Regions from separate parts of the Mus musculus genome. Here region 2 is linked to region 1. A link is a contact called in public HiChIP or PLAC-seq data. All regions are on one chromosome and are shown on one strand. The core of a region is the stretch at or near the end of the contact, and the rest is flanking DNA. Distances in the headings are between cores, read along the strand shown.

Evidence for each region. HiChIP or PLAC-seq counts read pairs in DNA pulled down with a chosen protein or histone mark.
Region 2: a contact with region 1 is called in an H3K27ac HiChIP or PLAC-seq map of embryonic stem cells, with 4 times the contacts expected there. The contact joins two enhancer-like sites. A contact is called at or near these places in 2 of 115 datasets of contacts at active chromatin or transcription factors (astrocytes and embryonic stem cells) and 1 of 9 other capture datasets (embryonic stem cells).

The regions. Positions count from the first base shown.
Region 1 is chr8:11,697,440-11,702,461 of GRCm38.p6, forward strand. No RefSeq gene overlaps it. Among named protein-coding and RNA genes, the nearest start is that of 1700128E19Rik, 16 kb to the right of the region's middle. Within about 2 kb of position 3,417, at least 32 of the 459 cell types and tissues checked have an H3K27ac peak or open chromatin away from gene starts, as enhancers often do. A contact at or near this core is called in embryonic stem cells, where this site is marked.
Region 2 is chr8:12,926,171-12,931,600 of GRCm38.p6, forward strand. All of the region lies in intron 1 of Mcf2l (mcf.2 transforming sequence-like), which reads left to right. Among named protein-coding and RNA genes, the nearest start is that of Mcf2l, 13 kb to the left of the region's middle. Within about 2 kb of position 3,026, at least 21 of the 459 cell types and tissues checked have an H3K27ac peak or open chromatin away from gene starts, as enhancers often do. A contact at or near this core is called in embryonic stem cells, where this site is marked.

The sequences.
Region 1 (5,022 bases), core at 2,167-4,666:
TGAGTCTGCAGTGAATTTACCATCTTCTAATGTAAAAATCCAGTTCTGATATATCAGAGGCACCAGAGAGACAAGTCACATAGGTGGGAAGAGAAAAAAAGAAAACAACTTATTTTCTGGAAACTTCTCCAGTGCTTGCCCCATCCCAGCCCCTGCCCAGGCTCAGGAAGAAGTGGGGAGCCAGCAAGAGTGAAGGCCAGGCAGTCTGGCAGCAACAGGTGCCTGGGGAGGACACCAGAACCGATCAGCACTGTGACCGTGCGGTGTCCAGGAATAGGTCTAGAAACTTAAAACAACAGAGGACCTCGGCCGGTGCCAGAGGCCCTGCGTGGGACTGGAGCATGCAGATGCTGGCTGGTTCCATCTGATGGAAAAGGGTCCCCGTGTGAGCTCTGCTCCATGCCCCCATTCCTGCAGAGGAGAGAGCAGCTCCTGGGTTTCTGCTGGGCTACTTTCTTCTCTGCGGACAGCAGGGACCACAGAGCTTTGCTGCACCTGACAAACACAGCTAGATGGGAATAGCTAGACAGGAATAGCATAAAAGCAAATGGAACTCATCGTGTTACCTACCTTCTCAGTGATAGGACACTTGCCATTGTCACACAGATCACGCGTTTTCCTAATATTCATCCCCCACTCTCTTGTATAACTCAACATTTTAAAGAATTAGCCTAATGGAAAATCAGTTTGGGAAATATGAAAAGATTGTAATAACTATTGGGGGCCCTGGGATGTAGCTCAGTTGGTAGAGTCCATACCTAGCCCTGAGTTCTATTCTCAATCGTTGCATAAATTGGTCACAGGGCCTGTGTCTGACGTCAAAGCACTTGGGAGTTGGGGGCAGAAGGATCAGGAGTTGTCTTCAGCTGCGTAAGAACTTTGAAGTCAGTCTGGGCTACATGAGATCTCAAAAAATCTAAAAAACCCAGGTGTGGCAGTATGCTTGTCTTTAATCCCAGCACCTAGAGGCAGAAGCAGGAAGGTCTCAGTGAGTTGAGGCCAGCCTGGTCTAGATAGTTCCAGGCCAGCTATGTCACACAGTGAGACCCTGCCGCCTCCTCCTCCTCTAAATCTATAAAAGAGAAATACATCAAGCCATTGCAAGGATAAATGTAAAGGTGGATGCTGAGGGACAAGATACCTTAACTGAAGGGAAAATCGAGTTGCATGAAATTATATTTGGGGTCAGAGTCTCGGGACAATGACAACATTCTGATAGGCATAGGAGTTCATAGAGCCGTAAGGAAAACCCGCCAGCCAGCAGGAGAGCAAGGCGAGAACACCAGGAACCGGAAAGCCGGATCGGGTAAGCCACGGGGGCGGGGGGTGGGGGGGGGGAAGAGGGGGCACTCTCAGGTCATCGCCTCAACACTATTAACACATGGTCTCTCCTCTCTCCTTCACGTGGCACTGATCTTGACAGTTACATATCCCCACCAGGGAATGTGGACACCACTGTGAGCTTTTGGGAGAACAGTTTGGAAGGATTTAAAAAGCCATGGAAAGGAAATCAGCACATAGGATGGGTGCCTGCCCATAGGCCCGTGTCTCCTGCAGTGCTGGGCTCAATAGCATGTTTTATTCTCGGTTAGAGCTTCTCTGGTTTGGCTGCAGTCTTACAATGAACCCCTACTTGCCCCCTCAATATTTTGATTTACATGGGTATCCAATCTTTTGACACTGAGACACAACAATATTGTTGTCTACAAAGTTCATGCCCCAAACTGAACAATTGAGTTATCAAAAAGGAAACTGCAACAAAAATCTCATGTTGTTTTAACTAAATTTATAATTTTTTTGGTTGGATGACAGTGATGACTGTTCCTGGATGCATAAAGCCCATGGACTGTGGGTTAGAGACTCGCACAACATTAGAGACCAACATTTTGAAGGCTGCAAGTTTTCATGAGATGAATGTGTGTGTGTGTGTGTATGTGTGTGTGTGTGTGTGTGTGTTTAAAAGGGTCTCACTGTGTAGCTGTAACTGGCTGTTCTGGAATTCACTATATAGACCAGACCAGCCTCAAACTCAGAGATCCACCTGCCTTTGCCTCCCATATGCTGAGATTTAAAATATATTTTTTAAATCCTTCTTGGTCAGGATTTTCTATAACTTGCTTCTAAAGAAACCCTGAGTAACAGGAAAAACAAAAACCGAACAACTTTTGTTCAGAATTTGTAATTCTGCTGATGTCAGCTCAAAAGGAGTCTGAAAGGAGCGCAGGCTCAGTCCAGGCCCAGCACCCCTCCTGCGGCTTCTCCATCCTGTGTCTTCAGAGTTAAAGGCTCTTTGTCTTTTATGCACAAAACCACATACTCATTGTCAAACTTCATTAGCAAGAAGCAGAATTACAGAAGCCAAAAAGCAAGGTTAGTGCGTTTAAGGCCTTTCCTGGAAGCACGGACCAGGTGAATGGGTTAGGTTTTTGTTCCTGCTTTGGCAGATGCTGGGAGCCTATGGGTTTGAAGGACAAAATGACCCCTCTAACATGATCAGCTGTGCTAAGGTCTGGGAGTCTGTTACAGTGTGGGCAAAAAATGCCCAGGAATTGGGGCCAGAACCACACACATACCTCAGACGGCAGGTCTGGCTGCAGCCCTGATTCACCTGGCAACTTGAAGAACTCTGCAGGACACATGGAATCAAATCTAACCAGGCTCTCCTGCAGTTGCCTTACTATACGCTCAGCTGTGTCAGCTCTGCCCGGGCTAGAGCCTGTATTCCCCGCATCCTCTTGTGGCACTGAGATACCGAGAGCATTGCAGAGGGGACAGCTGCCTGCTAGAGCCCACTAAAACCTACCACGGAAGCAGCGGAGCCTGGAGAGAAGCTGGGCTGCTTTTCTCCACATGCCCCAGGATGGGGAGAAGGACAGGCTTACAGTAGGATGCGCGTGTGCGTCCTGGTGTGCTTCTTGTGTGTGTGGCCCCGTGGATTGGGGCTGCTTGGGTGTGAAGAGGGTGAAGGGACACTTGGAGGTGGGAGTGTGCAGAGATGGACAGAGAAGTCCGACTTGGGTGTCTTTCACTAGGCATAGGACTCCTGCTGTCTCCGAAGCACAGACAGACCCGGAGAGCCGGTGTGCTGCTGGCGCCCTCTGCTGTCAGACCTTCCATTCTACACCCCTAGTTCCAGAGATAGGAAATTCACTCAAGTCGAGAAAACTCTGGGGTTTGGAGGGAGTTAAATATTAGCGAGAAAGAGGATTTCTACATCAATGAACAGTAGAACTGGGGGAGCCATGTGTATACACAGTTCATTATCATCCCCCAACCTGCCGAGATTATATTTCTGGTACTACCGTTAAGGAACTGTGGCCCTGAGGCAGAGACAAGCCTCACTTTTAGAGATGCCTAGCATTCTAGTCTGGGCTTCATCCAGCCCTGAACACTTGGTATCTCATTGGTTACACATTGGCCAAGGTCAGTCTGCCTCTGTCCTGTCCTAAAGCGGCCTTTCCACAGAGCTGTTCCTTGAGGGCAGAGGAGCAGGCAGCACACGCGCACTCGCGCACTCGCGCATACACACACACACACACACACACACATACCTCTAGTTTCCCCAAGTTATGTTTCAGAGGCAAAGGCAGGATCACGTCTGTCTATCCTTCATGCGGTTGTTCCCAAGGAAGATGAGGAGGGTGAAGATGAAGCCACGCCTTGTTTGGAGAAGGCTGATTAACCACAGCCTGGGTGAGACAAGAGGAACAGTGTCTTATGTTCCTTGCCTTGTTGCTGTGACAAGATACTTGACAAGAAGCAATTTAGAGAAGGATGGTTTATTCTAGCTCACAGCTCTTAAGATCTAGTCCTTCGAGGCAGCTGGTTCTGTTGTGTGCGGGTTCAGAGGCAGAGAGCAAAGAGTGGGAGTGCTAAACTCACTCTCTGAGGTTTGATTCAGTCAAAGCCCCTCGAGCCAATGGTGTGGTACCATCCACATTTAGGGTCTTCCTGCATCCACCCAGTCTAGAAACTGTCCTAGGCAAGCCCAAAGGTTTGTCCTCTTAGGTGATTTTAGCTGTAGCTCGGCAAGTGCAACCATCACAAATGGCTTGGTCCTTGTGTTAAAGTCCACTTGGAGTGAAGGAGGAAGAGAGCAGGAAGCGCCATGCAGGGACTGGAGCCAAGTGGGTGTGACAAAGCCACAGACCAGATCGAGATGTCCCCACCTGTCTAGGTCCTGTGTGTGTGTCAGAAGCTCCCCGGACCCATGTGGCATGGCACCTGGCAGATCTGGACATACCGTTTCCAGAACATGGGATCTGACGTGTTGGGCACCCACACTGCAGGGATTTGAGCAAGGCAGGTGCAGGAAGGACTCTGACTGTCCCTGCAGCAGGTGACAAGGCTCTCATGGGAGAGCTGCCTTTCCTAAAGGCAGAGGAAGGAATGCCGTGTCTCCCAGGATCCTTAGCTCAGCCCTGGTTTTAACTGGTCACACATGCCCACAGCAGCCCACAGCATGGGGGCTCTGGTTCTTAAGATGGCCTCCACACCACCTAACACTTAACAGTAAATGGGACCCACAGTAAGTGGAGGCGCATCCACGCATGTCTGTGTTCTTTGTTCCAGGGGCCCCGGCGGGAGTCTTACCTGGGGAGAAGGTTGGCTTTCTCCCTGGCAGCACCCTGTGTGATTTCCAGGAATGAGTCTCCCACCACATTCGTGGCAGCTCCAGGCTGTGTCCTCTGATAATGACATCACAGACAACCCGGGCCCTCTTTGTGGTGTGGCAGAATGTATTCTTTTAATTCAAAACAATGTATATGCATATGGGGTTTTGCCTGCCTGCATGGCTGTGTGTGGCTGTGCACGGCTGGTGTCCTTGAAGTCCAGAGGAGGGCATCAGATCCCCTGGAACTGGAACTGTATACCTTTGTGACCTATCACATAGGTGCTGGGAATCGAACCCAGGTCCTCTGTTAGAGCAAAAACAAAGCTCTTAACCACTGAGCCATCTCTCCAGCCCCAATTATTTTTCTGAAAGTTATATTTACCTTTAAGAAAGACTTTATTCTTTGT
Region 2 (5,430 bases), core at 1,776-4,275, 1.2 Mb after region 1:
GTTTCTGCCTGGAGCAGCTCCCGGACAGTTGCGGCTCTTGTCCACACAGCCCCTGTCTAAGGAAGGAAGCAAGCAGGACTAGCGCACAGATGGGCGGGCTCAGCCATTCTCACTTGGTCTCCAGCAGCGGAGGCATCCTGCAGCCTCGGCCTCCATCTGTGAGGAGAGCAGCAGGTGTGGAGCCTCTGGCTTGGGGACTGAAGGGGAGGCTGGGAACCCAGGAGGCCATTTGACCCCGTTCTTTCTCATGACTTGGTAAAATTCAAGGTCACCGGGGACGTCAGCACCTGTTTCTCGTGACAGCTCAGGACCCAGGTGTGTCCTGCAGGTGGCTGGTGCCTCCACAGTTTCTGACTGCCCTAGTGAAGAAGGCCTGTAGGCCTCGGGAACCTCAGGGCTCTTTGGGCTGACACCTGAACTGGTCCTGAGGCATCACTGGGCCTCTGCATTCAACCGTCAGGAAGGCAACGCAATGGCAGAAAAGGGTGCGTCCCGGGGGGCCGGGCGGCGGTTCTGGTCACTATCAAGGAAGCGTCGGGGAGCACCAGGGCGCCACAAGCCAGGTGAGTCAGGAGAAATGACACCTCTCTGGGGACTTTGGACTTAGTGTCCCTTTTCAAGAACTTTCTTGTGATGATTCAACATTTCAAAATATTTTGAGTGGTACTTGCAGGACCCTTAAAAAATGTCTTATGACCTGCTAGACATCCTGGCTCAAAGCAAAGATGGTCTGGGTGTGGAGTCTGGCTTTATCTGAATTTCCTTTGTCTTCTGGTCTGAGAGCCTGGCTCAGAAGAAGCTATGGTGGTGGGAGTCCTGGGCAGACATGGCCACGATGCACTCCCTGTCTGAAAGGTCAGTGGGGCTTGCTCCCAGGTTGAACAGTCCATCCAGGCCCCCAGCAGCCTGTTGTCACGATGGCTATAGCCCACCCCCACCCCACTCCCAGTTCAGATTCTCTTTGGGGCAGCACACTTGCTCAGCCAGTTTAAATTCCCAATCTCAGACTAATGTGTTACAAATTAACATCCAGAGAAGTGGGGCCGTTCCAGTTGCTGGAGCTAGAGCCAGAGCTGTGCCTTGAGGCTGAGTTCTGGTCCTGGCAGGGAACACAAGACTCTTTTCCCCCAGGAGCTTGGGGACACAGATGTTACCAGGGAATTCAGGGCTGCAGTGATCTCTGACAGTAGGCTCACGTAGCATCCTTAGGGTGTCAGCTATAATTCCACTGTATCCCACTGTGGACATAAAGGACCAGCGCCTCCTGGTGTCCATCTTAGATTTGCACGCACTTGGGAAGGACAGGCAGTCCACTAGGAGCTAGCCTGTTAGCATCACAGGCTGCAAAGGAGGGGCAGCCATCTGGAGGTCCATGATCTAAAGTTCATCCTATCTTCTACCCCAGGAGTCAGCTCCTGAGAGTACTTCATAAACCAGCATGGGCACAGCAGGGTAGAAACGGGCCCTTGCCCTCCCATGTGGTATGGAAAGTATCCCTAACACGGTGGGCCAGGCCAAGTCCTGCTAGATTGGCACAGATAACCTGGGTTGAGGTACCAGGTCCCTAGTCACCTTATCAAACCCTCTGACATCTGCCCAGCACAGTGACAGGGAAGAGCAGGACTGGGTGTGACAGAGGCCAAGCTAGTCCTGGCACCTGCTCAGTGCAACCCAGGGTGCTCAATGCCCTCTTACCAGAAACCCCTCACCTGGATGTGAGGAGATTCTCCAAACACCCCCTCACAATATGGGGTATTCTGGGCCACACTTGAGATTACTCAAATGTCACTCGCTATTCCTGGGCCACCAGCACCATCTGCCTGGTTTGGCTGTTGAGGGTGCTGATATTGATTTTGGGGTGCCCTCCTGGCTCTGCCTCCCTATCCGTGTCTCAGTGGAGTCTGTCTGATGAGCTCCATCCCAGTGCAAGCGCATCTCAGACAGGTGCAGCTCAGTGCAGCCAGATGGCTCTGGCAGGTGCAGCTGGCAGCAGGTACGGCTGGTTGCAGGGGCAGCTCACTGTGTACAGCTCACTATGTGCAGCTCACTGTGTGCAGCTCACTGTGCACGGCTCACTGTGGGCAGCTCCAGTCTACAGCAGTTCACACAACCAATAGCTTGCTTGTTCATGCTGAGCACCTGCGTGGGCAGTAAACCCTGGAGTCCATTTTCCATGTGACATGGCTTTTTGAACACGGAGCGTTTCTAAGGGCTTGCAGCCATCTGCTTATGCATCGTCAGAGGTGAAGTCATGGCTAGTGCTGTGGACAGAGTTAGAGTTACGAGAAAGGGCAGGTGATGGGGATGCCGTGTCGTGAACAATGGGTGAAGACAGGGTGAGGGGAGAGTTGTCTGGACTGGCGAGGGAGCTGGGCAGAGCTGCTCTTTCCATCACAGAAGTCCGTGGGGCACTATTGACTAGAGATTAGTAGAGCATTTCACTTGCATGTGGCAACCTTGGACTGTGGTAGCAGACTTGATGAGATTCTAAACTGGAAGAGCAAGGCCCAAAGAGGGGCCAGAGACACAGGTGCCCACCTCAGCAGCATGGCTGCCAAGAGTCTGCCTGTGCTGAGAGCATGGGAGGGAGGCTCTGCCAGCCACCCCTATTAAAGCACTGCGGGGAACCCTCTTTAGTTGACACTTCTTGATGAACATGGAACAGCTAAGACTCCTTAAGCGCCATACAATGGAGCGGGCACAGGGGCAGTGTGGAGCCCTGGGACCGGACACCACAGCGTTGGTTTAGGAGAAAAGTTCTACTTGCCTTTTGATGCTGACTAGATTCCTCCCCTGGGTGTGGCACTGCCCTTCACAAGCTCAGTAAGTCAGGGTGAGGCCCCAGTTGTACACTCCACTCCCTAAAGCCCCCATGCTGGGCTGCAGTGGTGGCCAGGAGCCCCACCCAGGGCAGACAACCTGACAGTTAAACATTACCCGTCACCTGAGTGCTGATCTGGACACTGTGGGTTCTTGGGATCTGTGACATCTCATGGCCTGGGTGGGTGTGGCCTTTTGCAGTTCCTCAGCGCTGCTAGGCCCTATCCTTACCACGCCCTGCACACACATCCATCCATTGTGAACTGGTCTCTACACCGCAGTGCACAGACCCTCAGGCACTGCTGCTGTTTCCACTGGGCAGAGCGTTTGACAAAACTCAGGTTCAAGTAGTGCATGAGTCAGCGCCAGCCTTCCCACACCTTTTCTCTGTGGTAAGTGATGGTGTGGGGAAAAGTGTGGCTGAAGGTTATAATTTCCTGATAAGCCAGAAGTGGAGTGCCGTCAGTTTATCCAGAAGTCCTGGCCATCAGCCTTCATGAAGACACTGGAAAGCAGAGCTCAATAGCACAGTGGTGGGCGTCCCCTCTGAGAGCCTGTCTTATTAGGAATCCAGACAGCCTCTCTGTTAAAACATGTTTGAGGTTGGCACAGAGAGTTTTCAACAGAGCCAGAACTAATTAAAAGGAGATGATAAAGGCCCATGAAGATGGTTCAGCTGTGTAAGTGTGAAGACCAGCGTGTGGATTTCCAGAACCCATATAAAAGCTAGGCAGGCATGGTGGAGATCAACGGGAGAAAGGGCTTCATGTCCACTTGTGGCCTCTGAGTGCTCCTGCAAGCACACAGGAGCACGTGCACACATGCACACGATAAAAAATTTTTGGGGCATGTGGGTTCCGGTGATCACTTGTTAGAGCTTCTGGGTAGCAGAGCTCAAGGTGGGAAGTGGTGCATAGGAGACCTGTTCTGTAAAGGATTTGGGGAGAATCCTTCTCTTCACACATTTGTTAGGATTCTCAGTAGATACCATGTTTGGATTTTTTTTTCTTTCTTTAAGAAAATCAGCACTCCTAGTTAGATGTTCCACGGCAGCCGGCTAGAAATACTAAAACCTGGGTGTTCAGTAGGATTCCACCCTGGGTCCCGCTGTGGTTACAGTGTTGCTGTCCAGGAAAGCCCCACTGCAGGCTAGGACCACACATGTCCAGCTCGTTGCTGTGACACAGTTGACCCCTGTGCCAGATGCACAGGCCACTGGGCTGAAGTTCTTCCTGGCTCAGCCCAGGACTCAACCATGTTTGTAGAAGACAGACATATTATTGAAAGTGGGACTATCCAATGTGAGGCTAGACCACTAGTATGATGGTCCTACCCATGGCTAGTCAAAGCAGGAACATCCTGTATGAGGCTAGACCACTGGTGTGACAGTCCTGCCCATAGGCATTTATAGCCACACTCCTGGCATCCAAGCTTCAGAAGTTCGAGCCTGCAGAAGGGCGTGGCCATCCTGCTCTAACTCTAAAGCAAGCTTGCAGAGGGGTGGGAGGTGGGAGGAGCCTCCCGTTTGATTTATAGTGCTTTTGTTCACAGGGGAAACACTGGTGAGAGACATTTCCTTGTGGTGCTCCTAGAACTTGTTTGTAAGAAGCCGTTTCCTGCTCTGAGGAAATCTGGGGATTGTTATCATTTTTAAAATTTCAGGCAGCTCGGTTGCAGGTAGTAATTTTGTGACAACTAGATATGGTTGCTGTCGGTTTAGCCAGAGCTGGGAAGGACCTCCTGACCAGCTCCTAACTTCCCTGGCCACTGGCCACCACTTGGCCTAGAGTGAAACCAATGCCAGGCTAGAGAGACCCAGAGACCCCATCCCAGCTGCGCTAGGGTCCTCGCAGGCTCTCTTTGGGGCCTCTGGGATCTCAGTCTCTGTGGGGATGGTCCCTATGTGTTATCTTGGGACGGGGTGCCTGTGGAGTCTCTGCTCTTGAGGAATGTGGAAATAACAACTCACACCTACCCGGGCCCTACTACCTGCCCACAGCGTGAATTTGCTCACCTTGGGGAAACGGTGTCCTTGACATCTGAGTGGTGGTGGCTGCCAGTCACTAGATTTGAACTCTCTAGGTAGTGGGGACCTCGCTGTGTTCTGATGGTTGGGCTCAGGAGTTCATCCTTGCCTGGATCCCTGGGCAGAGAGGTTAGTTTTCCGACTGCCCCTCCATCCACTGAAGCTTCATCTACTTCTTTGTGTCCTGACCCTGTACGAGTAGATTGGCTGTGTGAGCATGTGCCCTGGTACCAGTGCTGTCTGCATGCTGGATGGGGGCTACTCTTTGTATGCCAGGCCTCAGACAGACAGACAGACAGACAGACACACACACACACACACACACACACACACACACACACCTCTGTCTGTTCCTTTCCTGTAAGGAACGAGGCCCAAGCTGACGCTGCATCGTCTTCTTTGGACCAGGAGCCCTCTCACCTCCTGCTGGTGCACTCTGCTGAGCCTTCTCGCCTCCCTGCCCTGGGAATGGTGACTCTTTCTTGTCCATCACCGTGAGTGGACGTTGTCCCTGGCTGAGTCCCTGTGCCTCACACTGGCAAGAATGGCTTGATTGTTCTTTTCCCAAAGCTGCTTGCAGGCTG